Regions from separate parts of the Macaca mulatta genome. Here region 1 is linked to region 2. A link is a contact called in public Hi-C data. All regions are on one chromosome and are shown on one strand. Each heading gives the region's core, a stretch centred on a gene start, on an enhancer-like site or on the middle of the called end of the contact. The rest is flanking DNA. Distances are from core to core; before and after follow the strand shown. Region 1 holds the start of PPP4R4 (protein phosphatase 4 regulatory subunit 4). Region 2 overlaps OTUB2 (OTU deubiquitinase, ubiquitin aldehyde binding 2).

Evidence for each region. A called contact is a pair of places that touch in the nucleus more often than the background predicts.
Region 1: a contact with region 2 is called in a Hi-C map of fetal cortex germinal zone, with 2.9 times the contacts expected there. The contact joins the promoter of PPP4R4 here to the enhancer-like site in region 2. A contact is called at or near these places in 2 of 14 Hi-C or Micro-C datasets (fetal cortex germinal zone and liver).

Annotation. Positions count from the first base shown.
Region 1 is chr7:167,448,685-167,454,202 of T2T-MMU8v2.0, reverse strand. It overlaps PPP4R4 (protein phosphatase 4 regulatory subunit 4), which reads right to left and starts at 3,490. Exons shown (of 25, transcript XM_015144418.3): 1 at 3,230-3,490; 2 at 1,690-1,763. The coding sequence starts at 3,346.
Region 2 is chr7:167,288,730-167,293,744 of T2T-MMU8v2.0, reverse strand. OTUB2 (OTU deubiquitinase, ubiquitin aldehyde binding 2) reads right to left here. Exons shown (of 7, transcript XM_001095170.5): 2 at 2,725-2,903. The coding sequence starts at 2,727. Among named protein-coding and RNA genes, the nearest start is that of CCDC197, 40 kb to the right of the region's middle. Within about 2 kb of position 2,959, at least 31 of the 40 cell types and tissues checked have an H3K27ac peak or open chromatin away from gene starts, as enhancers often do. A contact at or near this core is called in fetal cortex germinal zone, where this site is marked.

The sequences.
Region 1 (5,518 bases), core at 2,241-4,740, 160 kb before region 2:
CTGAGCGAAACTTATGTTGAGTCTAAGAAATAAAGACAACTCAGACAACCTGGTTTGCTAACAAACAATAAAAGCAAAATAGAAAACAAATAAGCTTTCCTTAAAAAAAAGGCTTATCACTGATATCTAGAATACGGTGTCTTCTATTACAAGTAAATAGAGCAAGACTCTCCATTTCCTAATTCTAAGCCAGTGTTTGTACTAAAGAAAATTCAGTAGGAATAAACAGGAGGTTATTTCAAATCATTAACTGTTGTAGATTTAAACACATTTATCCACACTTTCATCAATTTTCTACCTACTTTGAGTAAAAGAACTGTGGGAATAGGCAAATGTTGACAACTATTGTTCACCATAATAAATGTGTTAATTATTAAGGAATAAAGTATTCCAAATACAACACAATAAAATATGAAAATCGGTTAAAAGTTGGATTATTCTCTAAGTAAACACCCAAAACACACACCGTTGAATTCATATATAAAGAGAAGTTTTCTCTGAAGTAAATAGGTAGAAATGATGAGAGCATGTACCATAGCTATCACAAAGAGGGGGAAAATAACATCAACATTAAGTCTAAGATGCAGTTACATTTCTAAATGATACAATTATCAGATGGAATGGTCTACATGGTAAATATGCTGATATTCTGACTAAAGTTACAACAGAAACTCATGATGCCACTTTTAGTAGGCTAAAAAAAGTAATTAAGAAAATTGAAGACCTGGAGAGGGAGTTTTTGTTTGTTTGTTTGTTTGTTTTTACAGGATCATTCAATGAATAACATGGGACTGGAAACATGATCTGTAAACAAGAAAGGAGAACAAGAAACTTGCCAGTACCTGGAACTGGCACTGAGCTAAGGAAACAAGGATGACAAATATCCTAGGAGGTAAATTACATCAGTTTTCAAAATCTGATTCTGGAAAATAAGAGTGACTAATTTGCCAAAAGGGAAAAATATGTTGTGTAAGCTAATGAAAAATTTTAAATATACACAAAATGCTGTAGGAAATTTGTTTCTAAAGGATTTTAATCAATTAAAACATCATTAATGGTCACTGTACTAGTTTTTAAGATGCTCAATCTACAAGACAATGTTTTAAATAGTTCAGAAAAATCTTGTAAATATTCGCAGTAACCATTTGCCTTAAGCAATTCTGTAGAGCCTGTGAAATGGTTTGAAATCAACTAAGTTTCCAAAACCCCTCAGACAAAATCATAAAGCTTGCATAGCAAAAGTACTACAAACAGGATATCCTGAACAGCAAAATGAACTACCATATTTGTGGATTTTTTTCCATATAGTAGATCCCATATAATGTGCCTACTCTACAATGAACTTAAAACTAATCCTTGTATACTCAAGTCTCATCTAAACTTACTGAATCTTAAGTGAGAAAAACCAATGCCAGAAAAGAAAAAAAGGATGAGGTTCAACTCAAACCATCTGCTCTTCCTCCTCCAAGCAACATTCTATAAATTAGGTGTTTTATTTAAATTCTCAAATTCATAAGTCCACAGCCAAATCTAATGTATAATATAGTTAAGTACTATGCACACAAAAGTACTCTGTTCAAGTGGCTAAGTAAATCTGAACATAACGGGAACATACATTTTAGAAAGCATTGATCTCTGCTGCCACAGGGGGAAAAAAAAGAGCAATTTCACAGAAAGACTAGGAAATACCTGAGCAGATAAACAGCCCTTTCAATATCACTGAGGTCTTCATCGACTGTCAATCTTTCTATTTCTTCTGGTGTCTGTCAAGGGTAAAATACACATTTATGCACCACAAACATTGGGTCAGTCTTGCCTCCCAACCTCCCAGTGACCCTCTATGAGGATAAACGAATGAAAAAGTTTCACAATTAAGCATTAACAATGAAAACTAATCAAGGAGCTGAGGATACCAGGCGACATCAATCACGGAAGTCTCTAATTGGGTGGTCGAATTTGGGGAGGGGACTGTTTTTTTTCTGTTTTTATCCTTCTAGCTTCTGGATTGCAGCTTGAAAATCGCATCGTGGCTTCAGAACCTTGGCTGAAATCCATTTCATACGCATGTTATAAAACGAATAAATACACACACTTTTATCTCTAATACCTCACGGCTATTTCTCCAGCATTTTCCACCCCAAGAAATGCTAAAAGGGGGATGGATGAACACTGCAGCCGAGCAGGCATGAAAAGGACAAGATCTGGAGTGGGGGAGGGAAGGAAATCAACTCTGGGGCTGGAAGAAACCAGAGATTTGAGATATTGCGGCAGGTGGGAGTGAGAGGAGCTAAAGCAGCTAATTAAGCGATGGCCAGGGGAAAGGGGTCCTGTCCGTAAACTAGGTTTGCTGGCGCTAAAGGTTGGAGCCTCTGGGAGGAAGATGACTCTGCGGGGTGGGAGAGCCGGTGGGGGTGGGGGGAGCAAGCTGAAGGTTGACTCCCTCAAGGGATTGGGGAGCAGGGTCCCAGCTAGAGTCCTGGAGGGGTTGGGAGGAAAGGATGCGCGGTGACTCAGGAGGGCGGCAAAGGGTCGCGAGGGCTTGTAGACGGGGACCAGGACCACACTGAGAAAGGGTGCTGGCTGGGAAGCGAGAGGAGGCCGGGCTGCCTCGAGGGCAGAGGGACCCGAGCTTGATCTGACTTGGTGGGCTGGGGGTGAGCGGACGGGACGCTGGGTGGTGTCTCGGGGAGAGGTGGGGGGAGGAGTCGGGAATGTGTGGACCGAGGGGTGGGCCTGGGGCCAGAACCCGGGCGGCGTCAGCGGACCAGAGGTTGGGGAGCCCAGGAGAGGACCGGGTAGAGGTGGGCTGCGGCCTCGAGGGGCAGCTCCCGCGGGGTGGGGCGGGGGGCGGAAGGAAGGGGGTCCGCGACTGAGGACGCTGGGGCTGCCCCGAGGGCTGGGGCTCGGCCGTTCCTGGGGGTGAGCCGGGGGGATTCGGACGCCTCAGAAGGGGCAAGGGCCGCGGGGCTGGCGCCGGGTCGGGGCTGGGGCAGGGACCCGTCCCTTGCGGATGGGGATCCAGACTAGAGAGGACTGGGTCCGCGCTGAGGAAGGGTCCGGGAGGAGCTGGCTTAGGGCGGCACGGCAACAGGGGCTGGAGGAGGACGGAGGGGCCGGTCCGAGAGGGTCCCGGCGGCCCGAAGGAGGGGAGGGTGGTGGGGTGGGGCGGAGATCAGCGCGGGGCAGGCGGCCGGACGCCCTGAGGGCAGGTCCTCTCCCCGGGGCGCACCTTGAGGCTCCGGCGGACCGGCCTCTCGATGATGGTGAGCTCCTGCAGGTCCTCCATGTAGCCGAACAGGCTGTTCTGACTGAAATCCATCGCGGCGGCGGACGGCGGCGGATGCATGGACCGCCGGGCACCCTCGCCGCCCGGGCCGGAGCGGCCCCGGGATGCCGGACGCGCTCAGCCCCGCGGCCGCCCACCAGCAGGACTTTCTCCCGCTCTTGGCCGCCGGAGCCTAGCGTGAGGCTGGCGGGCGGCGGGAGCAAGAGCACGGCCCGGCGAGGGGGCGGGGCGGGCCCGGCGAGGGGGCGGGGCGAGGCGCGCGGGCGGGCTGTGGGGGCGGGGCCAGGGGCGGTGGCCCGCCACCTTGCCCACCTCGGCCCCGCCCCCTCCCGGGTGCCGCGCGCACGAGGCAGGACGCAACTGCCGCGCAACGACGCGGCGGCCCCGCCACCCCTCTGCGCCCGTTCCTCGCTGTCCTCCTAAACCCCCGTCCGCCCCCAACCAAGGGCGCCCCACCCCACGGCGCGTGCGCAGAGCCTTTTGCCTCCAGCAGCCGGCTGAGGCGGGCTGGGGGCGGGGCCTGGGGGCGGGGAGGCTGAGCCAATGAGAGCGGAAGCAGAGGAGAGTGAGCTGGCTGGGTTGCGGCTGCACCTGCTGACTTAACTAAGTGTCCGGTTATTCCCAGGACCGCCCACCCCAGCTGGCGGGTCGCGAACCCAGAGACCCCCCTAACACAACTCCAGCCCTAAGGGGAGCGCTGAGTGCCCAAAATAAGCAGTTAGAACGCGGGGTGCCGGGCTGACGGGGGAGGGGGCTGTGGGAATACAGCCCTGGAGGGGCTGGCTTTTGGGCAAGGGCAGCATTCGGAAAAGGCCTCCCGGAGAAGAGTCACTTAAACTGAATCTTAGCTTTCCCAAAAGAAATAATAAAAGCAAGCCCGTCTGGGGTTGAAGCCTGGGTGTGTTTGGTTGTGTTTGAGAAGTGCCGTCAAAGTAGAGCTCGGGGCTCGGGCACCGAGGGCTTGGCGAGGTGGGTAGAGGGAAGAGGACCTAGGTCGTTGGTGAAGAGAAGCCCTGCTCTGGACAGTCACGCTGAGTCCCTTGCACTTGGTTCTGTTAAGAATGGGACGAGATGGAAGGGGAATTGGGGAGGTTTTTTTGGACCTTAGGGACAAGTTATGTTCGTACTCCAGCTCGTCAGTCAGTCAGTAAGGCCCTTTTCTTTTTCGTTTTTATTTTCCACTCGTTCCTTCTCCACACCCATTCTTCTACCCGCCATATACACCCTCTCCTCTACTAAGGTATGTCCCAGTTCATGCACCTTATACAGCCTCAAAAGATACATGGTTTGTGTCTGTTTTTAACATACGTGAACGGCATTGTGATAAGAACTCATTCTGTTCCTTGTTTTCCTCTCAGTGTCTTAGAGATCTATCCATGTGACACTATACAACCAGAGTTCATTATTTATGACTAATAATAGTATTTGATTTGTGTGTCTATCATATTCTACTTATCAATTCCTCAAATAACGGACAATTAGGTCGCCAGCAGGTCCTTGCTACCACAGACTATGCTGGAATGGGTGTTAGACGTGTCCCTTACAGAACATAAGAAATCGAGTCCCTGGGTCATGAAGTCCACAGTATTTGGTTTCACTCTGTCATGTTGCCCTCCAGATGGCTTTGCCATTCACACCCACCAATGGCACATGAAGGTAGGAAGGTACCCGTTTCCCATTTTATATGGTAACATTTGGTATTATCTGATGTCCTAATTTCTGTCAATCTGAAATCAGTAAAGTAGTATCACATTGTAATTTCCATTTGTATTTCTTTGATTGGTGGTGTTAACCATTTTTCCATATACTTAAGAACCGTCGAGATTGTTTTCCTTCTGTGAATTATCTATTTACATCCTTTACCTATTTTCTGCTGGATTTTATTATTTTTTCTGAATGAATTTTAGCAGTTGAGTTTCTTATATGTTCTAAATATTAATTTTTTGTCAGTTTTAGAAAAACATTGCCAATATTTCTCTCAATCTTTCATGCATCCTGTTTGCTTGGTCTTTGCTATGGTACGATGAAGGAGAAATCCTTAATTTTCATTTAGCCTAATGCATCAAATTTTAGCCTTGTGGAGTGTGGTTTTGGGGTCTTGTTTAAGAATCTTTTCCCACCTATTAGTTGCAAAATATTCTCCTACATTTTCCCCTATTTGGCTTCATACTTTTACCTGTCACAGGTCTTAATCCATCTGATGTTCACCTTGCATACAGTGTGAGTAGGAAT
Region 2 (5,015 bases), core at 1,710-4,209:
CAGCCTGGCTACCTCCAACCCTGTGTCCACTTCATTGTCAGAGAGATCGTCCAAGTCAACCATCTCTCACTTGTCAAAAATATGTTATGGTTTCCCTCTTATTGGTGGAATAAAACCCAAACCCCATAGCACAAGTGAGGCCCTGCACAGAACATCCTGATCCCACCGAATTTTCCAGACTCAATTTCCCTGCCTCCCTCAATCTCCTTGCATCTTCAGAGGCTGTTTACCTTTCCCCATTCTTGACCATGCTTCAAAGCCTGATAGCCCACTTTCCCCCCGCACCCACCAGAAGGAATGTACCCTTCCCAAATCCTTCTTGAACACTCATATACATCCTTCAACTCAGCTCAAAAGACCTCCCCCAGCTCAAAAGACCTCCTCTGCAGAACCTTCCAACACCCCCACTCCCTCAGAGCATATTGACCTCTCACTGTGCTCCCAAAGTCCTTAGGCCTCTTAGGCTATGACCTGTAGCTCAGACACTGCTTGTGTCCAGCTGTCTTGGCCAGCAGGCAGTGAGGTCCTAGAGCGGGCGGGCACCTTGTCTTTCTCATTAGTGTCACAGTGCCCAGCACAGGCCTGACAAAGGCGCCCACTGGGGACCTGTTTGACAAATAACAGAACAAAGCACAATAGGCCCCTGTGGTTTTCCTGCTTATGTCTGATTCATTCATTCGCCAAACATGAAATGCACCTTGAGTGCATGAGACTCCTCGCTATTTGTACTCCCTGCCAGAGGCCTGGTCCTTGTCTCACCCCTATCTTCCCAAGGGGCTTTGTGTCTTCCACGGGGGGCCCTTCCTCAAGCTTAGCCCAGTGATGTAGAAACAGGAAAGCAAAGAAGCTGCTGTATTTTCCAAGGATATTCCTTCTGTCTCACACACACACTCACCACCATCCACACAATGCAGGTTCAACATAAAAACCCACCATGCAGTATAGGGCCCAGTATGGTCCCCACATGCAGTAGGTGCTCAATAAATGCCACGTGAAGGGAAGGGAACAGACAGACCCTGCACTGCCTCCACCCCTGTGATTCCCAGACAGACATCCTATTTTAGTGGGTTAATCACTTCATCCACTGCCAAGGCACTCAAGCCCCCGGTGAGGTGTGAGGGCTTTGGACCCCACCTGCCCTCTAACTTCCAGTCTCCTGAGTTAGGGCACATAGGGGGCAGAGTGAGCGGCCTCACTGCATGGCACAAAGAGCGGCTACCGCCTCTGCTGTGCTCTCAGCTGCCGAGTGGTGGCCAGAGGGCATGCCAGCCTCCAGCTCCCGGGTGGCTAAGCCCATCATTACCCCAGCTCCATCCCTCCCTGGTGGGTGATGCAGAAACACCTGGGCTGCCTTCCAGGAGCAGCTCAACCAGGTAAACCCTTGGGCACCAAGTGGAAGCAGGAAGCTGGTGCTTCCAGATGCCCCAGAGGCCCCCAGCTACGCCCCAAGCTGGCTTGGCAAGGACAGTCCCAGCTCGAGTGCCCTGGCTGCCTATGCCACACCCAGATCATGCCAGGCCATGACCAGGCTTTGACCCATGCCCCAGCCTGGCAGCATCCTGCTGCGGTGACCCATTTTCCTGCCCAGTCATAGGAGAGAGGAGGCTAAGCTTGAAGAACCAGGCATCTGTGCACACCCATTTCCAGGACTCTGTTGTCACAGGAAAAGCTCCAGCTAATCATCTCACATGGTTCTCACAGCAGCCCATTACAGATGTGCAAAACGGTGCTGAGGGGGAGAGTGGACCAACCAAAGCCTCTTTGCTTTCCAGGAGGTGGAAGTGAGACTTGAACCTGGGGCTGTGTGGCCCCAACTCAAGCCACTCAGCCCTCACTCCACAGGCTCCCCCCTGCTCAGGGTTGAAGGGTCTTAGGCAGCCATCCCACCCAGTCCCCTGCAGGATGCCTGACCCCATGGCAACCTGGAAGGTGAGCTGATGTAACACAAAGAGTACTGAACTGAGAGTCCAGAGGCCTGGGTTCAAGTCCCAGGACCACCACTATCAGTACCAGCCCTTCCCTGTCTGACCTCAGTTTCCCCACCTGCCCAAGCCCAGGGTTAGCCTGGCTCAGAGGGTCTCTGGGCCCCGTTCTGTGCAGACAGGACTCTCCATCAGGGATTCCTGAGTATTTTCTTTTCCCCGACCCCTAACTCATGTGCCTCACAACTTAAGGCAACCTCTCCACGTGGGTCCCGACTCCAAAAATGGAGACGGACTAGTCGCCCGCAGGGACAGACGATCTGGTCCCCTGTGCAACTCCTAGATCCCCTCGTGGGGTTGGGGCAGGGGCCAGGAGTGGGTTGGTCTTTGACGGCTGAGCCCTCGGGTGGGAGGGGCCGTGGACTGCTGACTGGGGGGCTACTTAACAAAGAGGAGGCGACCCATAGCGCTGCAGCCTCCCTGTCCCTGCTTCCGTCGAGGGCGCCCACCCAGCGCCGTCGAGGCGGCGACCAGGGCCAACTGGGGCGGACACGCTGGGGGCGGGGACTCGGGGCCGAGCTGGACCTCCTCAGCTGCACGTCCACGGGGGACAGCGGGGCGCGACCTGGCCCCCAGTATCCGTCCGGACTCCGTATTTCAGGGGTTCGGAACGCGGCGGGGGTGGTCTGGGGGCTGAGCCTCGCGTCCAACCCCCGTCCCGCAGGTGCACCCGCTCCGACAGCGACCCCGCCCACCGCGCCCCCTGCCCGCTCCCCGTTCGCGATCCCCCACGATCACTGACCATAGTGACCGGAGCCGCCAGGCCAGGTCCCGCCCCAGCGAGGAGCGATCCGGTGCGGGAGTGCCGCGGGAGGCGCGGGCGGGCTCCGCCGCTGGTTCGGTGGCGGGGACCTCGAGGGCGTGGGGGCGGCGGAGAATACACCCGACCACTCCGCAAACCAAAGGTTAGACCTCCACTGTGTCCCAGGAAGACACACGCCCCGCAATTGACGTCTCAGGCGGGCAATCAGGAGCCGGGATGCAGGACGTCATAGAAAGTGGGTGGGACTTCACGCGCCTTCAGCCTATGCTTTAGGGACCATTTGACAGGATGCCTCCCCTTTTTAAAGACACAGAAAGCTTTTAACTAGCAGAGGAGTTAGCTCAACCCAGAAAGACAGGTCCTCGTTTGCAAAGGCTGAAGGGCTTTTGCGCAAACCTAAAATTGGAGTCTTCTGAAGGATTAGCTGGCCCTCGTTAATTCATAAACAAGGTCACATAAGTATAGTTTGCACAAGATCAGAGGATAGGCGCTTAGGGAACACGTGTCCAATAACATTAAGTATGGCTTCTACATAATATTTTACCCTCTTCTAACTCATGAATCAGTAGGTTGCCACGCACCCAGTTAATGTTTGTTGAATGAATGAATGTCCAGGATCGTTGACTCTGTGGCTCTGGAATTGTAGGGATATCCGTGAACCATGTCTAGATGACTCATCTTGCCTACAAGCTCATTATTAATGGACATCAAAATAGGAATATTTATCATTCAAAGATTCATTCACCAGCCCTTGAGTCCTGGAGGAGCTGCTTTGGGTGTAGTAGGGAGAGTTTGTAGGGAAGGGGGGCTCAGTGCATTGCATGCATCCACTTCACAATATTAATATTTCCAGGAGTGTGTATTGAGCAATTCCCCTTCCTGCTGCTGCCCCGCCCCTCCCCCCCGCCACAACTCTTACTCTGTAAGTCCCAGGCACGAGGCTAGGCTCTGGGCATACAGACATCTGAGTCTTCCAAGCATGTATCATGACCTGGGTAGGGAGTGTGGGGTCAATGGAGGCTCAAGGAGCAGTAACAATAGCATCTAACTTTTTACAGTTATTTATACAGTTATGCAGAACACCTACTATGTATCAGGTGCTATCCTGAACCCTCCACATATACAGAAGTATCTTGCTTAATTTCCTCACAACTGGTTTATGGGGGTAGGTCCTGTTATTATTATCCCTATTTCACAGATGAGGAAACATTACAGAGAGTTTAAGTTCCTTGCGTAAGTCACATAGCACTCAAGTGGGATTCAGTCCCAGGCAGTGTGACTCCAGAGCTGGTTTCCAATTCACTCTGCACGTGACTACAGGGGCTGTGTTACCTGCCCCCACCCCGACCCCCGTTTGTTTTCAGGGGGTTTCTCCTCTTTGTTTTTTACAGCCAAGAAAGCCAGGGAGGTGACAGGAGCAGCCCAGTGCTGCTGAGCTAAGAAGTGGCCTGGCTGGGCTGGACCCCCAGACTTCTGACTCCCCAGCCAGTGCTCATTCCAAGGCATGTTATCTTCCCTCTGCGGAGGAATGACTGAGCCAGGTTCCATGGTATCTGGGTGAGGGACATGGGTGAAGAGTCTCTTCAGCCAAGGTTTTGATGAGCCCTCAAGTTGGGCTGCACTGGGCCCACTCTCAGCCCTTCCTCGGGCCCCAGCAGTTCCCCGGCCAGCATGGAAGTGTGGAAGGAGCACTGGGCTGGAGTCTATGAGGAAGTCTGGGCCCCTGGGCTCTGCCACTCACTGCTGTGTGACCCCAGGCAACGCCCAGACCCTCTCTGGTCTTCTGGTTCCTCACTCAGTGAGAGGGTTGGACAATCTGGGTGGTTAAAAATGTTTTGTTTTGTTTTAGTATTTGTAGTAATGAAGGCTTTAAACACACACATACACACACACAATCTTACAAGAATTACAAGAATCTCAATGTATGCGTAACAAAGTATTTCCACAAATTTAGCTCAATTAGCAGGGAAAATGTAATTTCCTTAGTCTAACTAATCAGGATTCTTTGTAAGCTCTCTAAATCCTGGTAAGAAGAGTAAAAAGTTGCAGAAGGGTTCAGTGGGTTTTCAAGCTGGGTCCGCATTGAAAATGTGGACGGCATCTTTAGGGGCTGCCCATGGCAGGGGATCCATGTGATCTGTCTGGAATGAATTTGCTCCCTTCTTCCTGCACCCCTTCTCCCTGTTGTCCAGGTGTCTGGGTTGAGGGATTGGGGAATGGCGGCTGTGGCTTCACAAGTCCAGAGAAGCAGGAGGCTTTGGGTGTCCTGT